Linked DNA regions of Mus musculus: all the other regions are linked to region 2. The links are chromatin contacts, called in public HiChIP or PLAC-seq and promoter capture Hi-C maps. All regions are on one chromosome and are shown on one strand. The core of a region is the stretch at or near the end of the contact, and the rest is flanking DNA. Distances in the headings are between cores, read along the strand shown. Region 1 has its middle 9.3 kb from the start of Zc3h11a. Region 2 holds the start of Etnk2 (ethanolamine kinase 2). Region 3 overlaps Atp2b4 (ATPase, Ca++ transporting, plasma membrane 4).

Region 1 (3,818 bases), core at 1,062-3,561, 310 kb before region 2:
AATAATATATAAAACATAATACAGGACATAGAAATAAACACACACAACTATTGTTAATCTTTTTTACAAAGATCCCAATAATATAGACCAGGAAAACAAAAGCTTATTCAACAAATGATGCTAACAAAACTGGAAATCCACTTCCAGAAGAATGAATTGGGATGCGCATCTCTCCCCCTGCACATCCAACTCAAAATAAATCAAGAACTATAGTCTAATTCAGAAACTACCAGGAGAAAACACTTCCAGATATTGGTATAGGCAAGAACGTTCTATAGGATTTCAATAGCACAAGACCTAATTCCAATAGTTGGAAGCGTGGTCACATGGGATTAAAAGCTGCTCCGGCACACGGAAAGTATCAACAAAGCGAACAGACAGGATCTCTGTTGGAAAAACTTTTGCCAGTTCTTTCAGACAAGAGGTTAATAACCAGAATAACAAAGCTGCCAGTCGATAAACAAACTGATGAACTGAAGAGGCAGTTCTCAAAAAATACAAGGAAAGCACAAGTGGCCAGTAAACATTTTTAAATGCATTCAACAGCTTCCCCATTCTGCTGAGCTGTGGATACGTGTTTCCATTATTAGCAGCCAGCAGGTGCCTAACTGCACTTGGCCGAGGTCAAGGCCAAAAGCACCATCTTCAGAGACCAGAAACTTCAGAGTGAAGCTCAGAGGGCTGAAGGAACAGGCAGTGACTGGGGATAAGCTGGGTGTGATGGGACATGCCTTTAATCCCAGCACTAAAGCAAGAAGGTCTCCAAGTTTGAGGCCACCCTGATCTACATAGTGAGTTCTATCCAGGTCAATCAGACCTGGAACTTTGTCTCAAAGGCTGGGGGTTAGGGGTTGGGGGTGGAGGGAAGCAAAACAAACAAACAAACAAACAAACAAAACAAAACAAAAAAAAAGAAATTTAATTCCCAGAAAATGTTGCAACTTCCTATTAGTCTCATAAATAGAGGCTCAGAAGCACCTGGAGTCTTGTCAGAAATGAATAATTTTTCATAGTGCTTTGGAGTCACACAAAGGCAACATGGTGGCGCATGTCTTTAAAGCCAGCACTTGGGAGGCAGAGGCAGATGAATCTCTGTGAGTTCAAAGCCAGCACGGTGTACAGGAAGTGCCCGGACAAGTCAGGGCTGTGTAGGAGATCCTGTCTCTATAGAAAAGTGACCTTGAAATAACTTATCTCTTTCTGTCCCTGGTTTCTATGGTCTTCAGTGGTGTTTCATCACAGCAGTAGAAAAGTTAGAAAGCAGCCAAGGCTACAAGTAAGACCATGTCTTAAAACAAAACAAATAAAACTATTCAGGCTGTGAATATAACTCAGTGGCAGAGGTCTCCCCTATCATGTGTGAAGTCCTGAATTCCAACCCAGCACTACAGAAGAAGAAAAGGGATTGGGAGGAGGAGGAAGAAGAGGATTAGGAGGAGAAGGAAAAGAGGAAGAGGAAGAGGAAGAGGAAGAGGAGGGGGGATATCTTGTATCTGGAAAACACGGGTTTCCTGAGTCATGCATCACCTCGGGCTTTTACAATATTTCTGCCTTCTCTTCCTCATAGCTCCCTGAGCCTCGAGGGGTTTGATGGATTCATCCCATTTAGGACTGAGTGCTGCAAAGTCGATCACTCTTGCTGGGCAGTGGTGGCGCATGCCTTTAATCCCAGCACTTGGGAGGCAGTGGCAGGAAGATTTCTGAGCTGGAGGTCAGCCTGGTCTACAGAGTGAGTTCCAGGACAGCCAGGGCTACACAGAGAAACCCTGTCTCGAACAGACAGACAAACAAACAAACAAGGATAGAGATATGATAGTGAAGATGCAAGTCCCCAAGAGAAGTGTTGCTGCTTAGGAATGGCCTTCTGAGGGTTTGTACAGAGTTTTGTGTAGATATTCCTTATGCAGTTTAGCAAGTTTCCATCACAAGTTATTTAGAGCTTTCTTTAGGAGTGGGAATTGTCCTCCTGCAGCCTGCTGATAAGACGAATTGCTTTGTCCAAGTTTTGAATCTTGGGCTAGGTTTATAGCCCTACCATAAATTCTAGCATGCCATGAAAGGGCAGGGCCAGGGGAAGGGGTAGCCGCTTTTGTCTCCTCGGCCTCCATTTTGTTTCCGGCTTCTTTGTTCTAAGTCCTTCTGTGCTGCAGTCACGAGGAGTCCAGGAGCCACAGGTCTGACGGATAAACATCTTGTGATAAGGTGGATGGAATCGTCCCCTGAAGCAACAGCTGCCTTCTTACGGAGGACAAGGCCCTCCCGACCAAGCAGATCACAGTCTGAACAGGACCAGTGAAAGGACTCCTGTGCTGCCCACCGCTTCTTCCCTCCTTCCAATCTGGGAGCTCATGTCAGCACCCGGAAGACAGTACTGAAGTCGCTGAGGAGCTGCTCCCGTGTCTTCCTAACGTAGTGATGCTGATTCGAATTCCCTTTCTCCTCCATTACCTTTTGCATTTGGCTTTTGGGCAAGCTGCTGGACCTGAGTTGTTGGGATCCTCAGAGTTGGGCTTGTGGGCTAGAACTCCAGGACCACACACCCCTGTATGTGGCAATATCAACTTTTTCCCCTTTATTCTCTCTCTCTCTCTCTCTCTCTCTCTCTCTCTCTCTCTCTCTCTCTCTCTCTCTCTCTCTCTCTCTCTCTGTATTTTTGAGACAGTGTCTCTCTACCTAGCCCTGACTGTCTTGGAACTTGCTATATAGATCAGATTAGTCTTGAAGGCACAGCGTTCAGCCAGTCTCTTTCTCCTGAAGGCTGAGATTAAAGGTCACACCATGCCCAGCTTTTAACATGAATATTTTTAGTTTCATTTCGTTTTGTTTGTTTGTTTGTTTTTGGCTTTTTTTTTTTTCGAGACAGGGTTTCTCTGTGTAGCCCTGGCTGTCCTGGAACTCACTTTGTAGACCAGGCTGACCTTGAACTCAGAAATCTGCCTGCCTCTGCCTCCCAAGTGCTGGGATTGAAGGCGTTTGCTACCACTACCCGGCTCATTTCGTTTTTGTTTGTTTGTTTTTGAAATAGGGGTTCTCTCTATAGCCCCGGCCATTCTGGAACTCACCAGGTAGATTAGACCCTGCCTTTCACTCAGAGATCCACTGGCCTCTGCCTCCCAGCTGCTGAGATTAAAGCCAGGCAATTCAATGTGGTTTTTTTTTTTTTTAAAACTAGAATTTTTTTTTAACATGAATATTCTCAACAATAACATGGAACCCCATTTTATGGTTGTATTTTTTTTTATTAATTAAAAACTTTATTTTTTTGTTTTTATGGTTGTTTTGCCCACAAGTATCTGTGCAACACATGTATGTCTGATGCCCCTGGAGTCCAGAAAAGGGCACTGGGTCCCCTGGAACTGGGGTTACAGGTGGCTGTGGGCCACTGTGAACCTGGATCTTCTAGAAGAGCAGCCAGTGCTCTTAACTGCTGAGCCATCTCTGCAGCCTGACTATAATATTTAATATTTAGTCCCGGCAGTGTTTACGGGCACTAGGGACACCGTGTTCTTCTATGTCATTTTTGCCCCTGTGTGACTACAGCTATAAAGCAGCAGCTCAGTGTAGAATTGCTAAGTCAAAAGAGATTTTAAAAGCCAGTTTTCCTACAATAAAAGTAACTCATGCATAGTAAAATGAGATTAGAACCACAGCAAGGTGATAAACAATAAAATGTAAACAGCCCCTGCCTCAGACAGCCACTCCGGTTCTCACCAGTTAACCAGTGTCAGTAAAAGGAGACTAAGGTGAAGCCATCTTGTCCTGACTCCATTTTGTGTTAGCTTAGACATGTCTCAGTCTTCTACCCCACACCTCCAGTA
Region 2 (3,645 bases), core at 839-3,338:
ATACACCCGGACCAACACGCAGTCCCGCATGTCCTCCTCCACATAGCAGGCCAATAGCTTGTTGGTGATGCCGTCTTTGAAGCGCTAGCATGGGGAGAGGACAGCCATGGGTGGGAGGGTGCGGCATGGTCCTCCGCTCTCTTCCCAGAGCTTCAGTCAAAACAGAATTCGTTCACTGGAATGCTGAACATAACCCCACGCCAGCTAGTACTAAACTGTGCCTTGGAATAAAGGGACACTCATGGTGGTGGATGGGAAGGAGCAGCCACACTGAGTCCAGGCACACTCACTCAGCCTAGCTGCGCGTCCAGGCCATGCTATCTAGCACAGTGGCCACGTCTGCACTAGGCGCTGGAGAGAGGCCCTCCCCTCCTTTCTCCATCCTGGCCCTGAAAGAACCCCACTGCAGGCAAGAATGTAGCCAGGGAGGGCTAGAAATTGCCCAGACAGACACCCTGATCAGCTGCCTCTCATTAAGGCAGGCAAGGGCTCTCAGAGCTGTATCTCCTGCTCTATCCAGTGGCAGAGAGACAAGGAGGGTACTGAAGTTGGCACTCTTCCCAGGGCTTTGGTGGCCAGAGGTCCTTGAATCTCTGAATTCCACACCAGGAGGAACAGGAGACAATATGAGTGGGAGCCCAGACTCTCTGGGCAGGGTGATAAGGAGGGAGGAACCCTGAACTAAAGGTTTATGGGCGCTATGGGGCAGAGCTGGATGGGACTTCAGGGGACCCACCCCTTCTAGGTGAGACGACAGGCCTAGTGGGGGTCCAGATTAGCATCTGGTATGCAGTGCTGGGTTTAATCTCAAATATGGCTTGATGCCTTCACTGTCTGTTCCTGACCAGGTCTTCTGAAAATGTTACCACATTCAGCCCAGATTCTCCTTAGAGCTGCCCCTTCCATACTCAGAAGGCCAATGACATGGGGCCCGAACCCTCCAAAGCAGGCTGTCAGGGGTGTAGGGCTGGGTAGGTTTTTAAGAGAATGCAGGACAGCGAGGGAGGGAGTAAGCTAGGGGCTCGCAGTGGGCAGTTCTGCCCACAGGTGTGTGTGTGGGACAAAGTATTCAGCTGAGGTGGGAAGAAAATGGAGTGGGGGTCAAAAGGGGCGTTGCTCAGAGCTAGCCTGAGGCCACGTGAAGAAGGTCTCAGGGCTTAGCTGGAATTCTGAATTGCACAGGGCTGGCTCCTGGGGCCACAAGGAATGCTCAGATCCCCGAGGCTTGGATCTCAAGTTAGGGCGAAGGAACAGCATGGGTGTAGGGGGAGGTTTCCTTAAAAGTTCGTGCTTCCTCGGGTTGTCAGAGTGGCTGGGTAGCACTTCTGAGCAACTAGGGGACAAGCACGCAGCGACAGGGGGTGGGGCTGCACGCGCAGCACGCTGACAGTGGGCAGGTGGACCTCCGGCGGCAGGAGCAGGCGAATGGGGAGGGTCCAGGGAAGCGTGAGCCCAGCTTTGCATAGGGATCAAAGAGAAATGGAGAGTTACACACATATTCAAACCACGGTCCAAAACATCTCCTGCGCAACAGCCGCAAAACCCTGGAACCCGCACTTGGAGGATGCACTGACGGGCGTCCACGCAGCCCCTCTGCAGCCCGGCAGCGCCCCATCCCCGGCCTCACGCCCTCTCGGCTACCTTGGTCCGAACTTGTTCGGGCTTCCAGTGCGGCCGCAGCTCCCGAATGAGGCGCAGGGCACCGGGGAGGATGTCGTCCTGTTCCACCGTGACGCTGAAGCATGGGACGGCGGCCCTCGGGGGCCCTGGAGGCTCCCAGCAGCCGGCGCTGGCCACCGCCTTCTCCTCCATGCTCCATGAGCACTGCGGGCAAGGCTCCTGCCTCCGCAGGTAAAAGGGCGAGCACGGCACTGGAGCTGAAGGGGGCACAGCCATTCCCAGCAGCCCCACCCCCTCGGAGCCGCCGCGCCCGCGTTAGCCCCTACGGGGGGGCCCTGAGAGAGAGTGGGAGTGGTCGAGGAGGGGCCAGGGGAAGTCCATGACTCATGAGCGAGCTGCCTGTTCCAATCTCCGGCGATGCAACCGAGCAACACAGCTGGCCGGGAATCGCCAAGGTCCGCCGCGACAGTGACATCATGGGTCGCAGTAACGCCCCTTGCCCGCCCCGCCCCCGCCTCCGGGCGAGTGCAGCCCGCCATCTCCCGTTGCTGGCTCCACCGCTACCTGGAGCTCTGGGTGGGGGATGCCCCGCCTTAATGACGCAAAGGGCGGAGCCTCCCCAGGCCCCGCCCCAGATCCCTGCTCCAGTATCCTAGTACTGGTTGACCAGTTTCCCACTGGAGCCCACAGCTAAAGAGCTCTTTTCCGGGTAGTCTAGGGTAAGGGGCTGGGGCTAAGGAGGGAAGAGCTTGTCTTTGTCCCAACCTCATCCTGGAACGTGGAGATCGGATGCTCCTATAGTGTGGGCTTCGGCTTGCCATTAAATCTCTTGGGAAAGGTTGGGCTGCGTTTCTAAGGCCTTCTAGGCATCATTCAGCACCACACACACACACACACACACACACACACACCTTCGATGGAGAACAGCATGGTGATGGTTCAGGGTGAGTGTCCCATAGGCAGACTGGACTCTGATAGAATGTTCCAGGGTACTTTTATGAGTGTACAAGCACATTGTAAGCCAGGACTTTGAGCAAGACTGAGTTTGGCTCACTAAATAATCCTTAAGCCTTCCTCCCTGTCCTGCAAGGCTGACTGGGCATAGATAGTGGTCGCACAGGTGCCCGGAGCTCAGTGTTTTGTTGAGCAAAGAGGTGATCAAAGGCCATAGTACAACCTAGGGATCTATGTGTATGTAGCATGACAAGGGGAAGGGATAAGTCCCCTGGCAGACTTACTGTACAGAGAAGACACATGGAAAGAGGCCAGGCCAGCCCTTGGAAAGCCCGTCCCTTAGTCATATATTCCCCTGGTCACTTCCAGAGTGAGACCAGTTAGCTGCCAGCTCTCTAGCATAGAGAGACCTGGGCTTGCCTTGGGACCTCATTTCTTATCACCTCATACTGCCCTACTTGAAAAATGCCTACAAAATAGATGTGTTTCTGTGTCCCCAAGGTTGTCCCTCCGACCTACTCAGGAACATCTCCACCACGAGGCCTTTTGGTTCTTGCTGCTTTGCACCCAGGTCTTCTGGTCCAGTTTCTGTGCTGGTGCCTCTTGCAGGGGCCACTAGCCTCACGTGGCTACTCAGCCCTTGAAATGTGGCCAGTGTGACATTTTGTGTAACTTTAATCTTTATACGCATACAAACAACAGCATGCAGCCACTGTACTGGACATTGTAGCAGATGGTAGGGAGGGACCACCTACTTGAGGTCATGATGTCCCAGGATGCCAGAACTGGAAAGGACATTGCCTCCAGCTCTTTCTTTTGCAATAGGCAAAGCAAACCTTGCGGCACAAGGGAACACAATCAGTGGGAGTCCAGACTCGCTTTCTCAGCTCTGTGCCAGCACCCTGAAAGCAGCTCCCGCTATACAAATATCACCTCAGAGAAGCCCTGGGTCCTTAACCTTAGGAGAGTGAAATCCTACAGATACCAAGCGCTTGGTTGGGACACTCAGTACCTTGCTTTTGGGGGAGGAGGGGTCAAAGAGGGATGAGGGAATACAGGTTGATGCCTGCT
Region 3 (3,394 bases), core at 576-3,075, 350 kb before region 2:
ACAGGGCCAGAGGTCTCTGGGGGATTCCTCTAGGAGGGACTAGTCGGCAGACTGGACCATGGGCCAACAGACTGGACCACGGTCCCCGAGTTCCTCAGCTGTGGTTAGCCCTTCAACCCATCGCCACCCCCACCCCAGGTTTGTCAGTGGAGATGTCTTCCCACATAAGGTCTATTCCAGTACCAGCCACGACCCCAAGATAGGGACTGTGTAGTCCCTTCCCTGCCCTGATGGAAGAACTAAGAGGCCCTGATTTTATAACACTGGAAGGAAAGCCAGCATCCCTGACTGGTCGAAGTGAGAGCTGTTATCTGGGGAGGTCTTTGTTAAAGAAGCTCACCTTCTTCCATTGTTCCACCTTGATGCAAGGCCTCTCTGGGGCATCTGATGATTAAGTAGCTATAAACAGCAGTCTCTCTGTGCCTGATATCTTTGGAAGAATTCAGACTGGCTTCCCAAAAAGGGAATTTCTGAAACAGAGTACAAGTGAGTCCCCTGCTTGTAGCCCTAACCCCATTTCCCCCGACTTCCATGCATCGCTACTGGGACAGCTTCGGAGACCCCTCAACCTTTTATGGTTTTAGTCCCAAGATTCCCAAACAAACCGTCAATTCCAAGATCTTGAGGGGACTGTCCTGAGCAAGACCTGTTTCTTCCCCCTAGTTGGCGAGAGATCAAAATATTTCACTTTCAAAAACTGGCCTTTGGCTGGTTTAGAAAATTGCCTGGCCAGCCTCCCCCTCCCCCATCCCCTTTAGTGTACAGGGAAGACAAGCTAATTCACATTTTAAACTGCTTACCTGGTAGGAACTGCCTCCCACCCACCCCCAACCCCCCAGGAAGACACCAGGTAGAAAATGGGCAAGATACAGGTCGTAAACCCTGGGCTCCTCTCCTCTTTTTCCTAGGAAGGGAACTGAATCCTGACTTACATATATCACCTCATGATAGCAAGTCCCCACCTCTGCCCACCCCCACCCCCACCCCCACTGAGTCCCTTGGGTGCCCGTAGAATTTAGCACCTTGACTTCCATCTCTTCAGGTCTGCTCCTTTCAAAATAACCTCTTTGCTTTTCTTCCCTTCAGGGTCCTCTTCTACTGTGTGTTTGCTTTTTTTTTTTTTTTAATATTTATTTATTTATTTTGGTTTTGTCCCTGTTTTTTTCCTGGCCAGGATCCCCTCCTTCCAGAGCCTCCTTGCTTCTTGCCAGTCTTCTTTCTGGGGAGCTGAGATTCATGGCTCTTCCTTTTCCTGCACTCCCAGTTTGCATCCCCTTTCCGTACCTCTCCGATCTCCACAGCACACATACCTTCAGGCATACCTCTTTCCCTGCTAGAATGGAAGGGAGCTGGGCCAGATTGACTTTAAAACCTAAATCTGAGGCCAACCATGTGGTGCACATCTAACAATCTTCAGGAGGCTGAGGTGGGAAGATTCCTAGTTAGGCCAGTCTGGGCTGTGTAGCTAGACCCTACCTCAAAAAAAAAAAAAAAAAAAACAAGCAAAAGCCTAAACAGCCTCCAACAGCAGCCTATTGAAGATGCCGCTGATAGGATCCATCCACAACATTGTAACTGGCACCTAACTGAGCAAATGAGACTGAGTGTGCTAACTGCATCTTCCATGTCCAAAGCCCTCCCACCCCCATCAGGAGGGATTTTGTTCAGTCTCAGGAGGATTCCAACAAAAGCCCTTACAGTCTGGCTGCTGGTCCCCAATTGCAACACGTGGGGTGGGAGATGTTGCCAAGTGACTGCCCAGTGCTGGCTGGGATTTCCCCCTTCCCCTGGCTCTAGGCATTTCCTCCCTTCACCTTTACCCTTTAGTTTGGGGGAGGAAAAAGCACTAGAAAGCAAACATTTGAAGAATTAAAGGGCTGGACTCTTAGAACAGTAAACTCAGAATGCAGTTTTCATTATGTAAGTTGGACCCTGTAACACTCTAAGCTCCTAGGAAGGAGCCTCTACCTTCTTAATGGGACTGAAATCCGCCCCCTAAGGGCAGCCCTCACCTCCTACAGCCTCAGCCAGCAGGCCACTGTGTGGGGAAGCATTTTTAGCTCATACTTGGTCTCCACCCCTAAGTATTTCATGGCTTCTCCAGAGGCTCTGTTTACAAGAACAGGAGTCTGACTCAGGAGAAACCTTCCTTCTGGGGATGCAGTCACAGAATCCCAATCGATCTCTGAAAGATAAAGGAATCCCTTTCTATTTGCTCCTTATTGCTTAGGAGTCAAGGAGAAGGGTGGTAGATTGATTAAGACCCCAGATCATTGCTTACTGCGGGAAAGCGATGATATTAATTGCCTCCATCCCTAAGAAGGAGAAAGCGGAAAGCCAGAAGGCTGCTGTGGTAGGCGGGTGGGGGAGAGTGGCAGCAGCGGCAGCCTCCCAGCGTCGCCAGCACCAGTCTGCCAGTGAAGGTCTCCAGTGCTTAAGTCATGAGTGAGTTTCAGAATTGTGCGTCATGTACCAGCAGAATCCTAAGCACCACTGCAGCTGGAGGAAGCGTCAAAAAAGACACCTCCTCCAAACCAAGCCACTCAACCTGGCAGTCTTTTCACCAAGGCCACTTGTGTGGACTGCTATACTGCCCATCTTCTTTACACACGTGTTAACTTCCTGGGAAATTTGCAAAAACAAACAAACAAACAAACAATTAGTTGACTTAGTTGGTGTAGAGGCTCTTGGGTCTTACATTTCACTAATATGTACTTAGTTTCTGGTATGTCAAATTGCATGCCTTATTTTTAATAGTACAGGTCAACATAATGAAAAAGCTACCTGTTACCATTGGGGAGAAGTTCTTTTGTGCCTGTCCATCCTAGGCTACAGGGGAAAAGGAAACCCAATCCTAGCTGGGTGTTTGAAAATCCATAGCAAATTGTTCCTTAAATGACAATGACAGTGTGGTTTGCAATTACTGCCCTCCCCCGCCCCACCCTCACCTGTTGCTCTGGGTTTAAGGGAATAGCTCTCTTGATCTCCTACCCCTCTCCCCAGCCCTCCTGACCCTGCCTTCCTCTTCCTTCTCTCTGACTGTGGAGCAAAGCTGTCTCACTCTCTGATTCTTTGCAGATTGACGTAATTAACAAATTCCAGACGGAAGCCCCCTTAAAGAGAGTCCGAGAGAACATGACTCAACACCTTGATGTAAAACTGGTTCCTAGCTCCTATTCCGCAGCAGTTGCATCACTCAGAACTTGCCCCTCCATCTCTTCTGCCATCTCTTCTGCAGTTACATCTCCTCCTGTGGGCAGTGAGTGAGAGTATGTTACAATGCATGATTTACTAAAGCGACCACAAGAGAGCACGTGGCATCCACTTTAACCAACCATGGTTACTAGTGCTTTTCGGGTCCCCCACCCACCCCTTTGATCTTTTGACTTAAGGG

What was found. Promoter capture Hi-C pulls out the DNA fragments that hold promoters and counts their contacts. HiChIP or PLAC-seq counts read pairs in DNA pulled down with a chosen protein or histone mark.
Region 1: a contact with region 2 is called in an H3K4me3 HiChIP or PLAC-seq map of embryonic stem cells, with 5 times the contacts expected there. The contact joins the enhancer-like site here to the promoter of Etnk2 in region 2. A contact is called at or near these places in 8 of 39 promoter capture datasets (cranial neural crest, embryonic stem cells, hippocampal neurons and 4 more), 1 of 484 Hi-C or Micro-C datasets (embryonic stem cells), 4 of 115 datasets of contacts at active chromatin or transcription factors (embryonic stem cells and epiblast stem cells) and 1 of 9 other capture datasets (pancreatic islet).
Region 3: a contact with region 2 is called in a promoter capture Hi-C map of liver. The contact joins the enhancer-like site here to the promoter of Etnk2 in region 2. A contact is called at or near these places in 5 of 39 promoter capture datasets (embryonic stem cells, liver, pre-B cells and 2 more), 10 of 484 Hi-C or Micro-C datasets (the HL-1 cell line, embryonic stem cells, liver and 2 more), 4 of 115 datasets of contacts at active chromatin or transcription factors (double positive thymocytes, embryonic stem cells and epiblast stem cells) and 1 of 9 other capture datasets (embryonic stem cells).

What each region holds. Positions count from the first base shown.
Region 1 is chr1:133,668,769-133,672,586 of GRCm38.p6, reverse strand. No RefSeq gene overlaps it. Among named protein-coding and RNA genes, the nearest start is that of Zc3h11a, 9.3 kb to the right of the region's middle. Within about 2 kb of position 2,311, at least 40 of the 459 cell types and tissues checked have an H3K27ac peak or open chromatin away from gene starts, as enhancers often do. A contact at or near this core is called in embryonic stem cells, where this site is marked.
Region 2 is chr1:133,362,015-133,365,659 of GRCm38.p6, reverse strand. Etnk2 (ethanolamine kinase 2) reads right to left here and starts at 2,088. Exons shown (of 8, transcript NM_175443.5): 1 at 1,642-2,088; 2 at 1-84. The coding sequence starts at 1,896.
Region 3 is chr1:133,711,507-133,714,900 of GRCm38.p6, reverse strand. The region is part of intron 19 of Atp2b4 (ATPase, Ca++ transporting, plasma membrane 4); the gene reads left to right. Among named protein-coding and RNA genes, the nearest start is that of Mir6903, 13 kb to the left of the region's middle. Within about 2 kb of position 1,825, at least 36 of the 459 cell types and tissues checked have an H3K27ac peak or open chromatin away from gene starts, as enhancers often do. A contact at or near this core is called in liver and trophoblast stem cells, where this site is marked.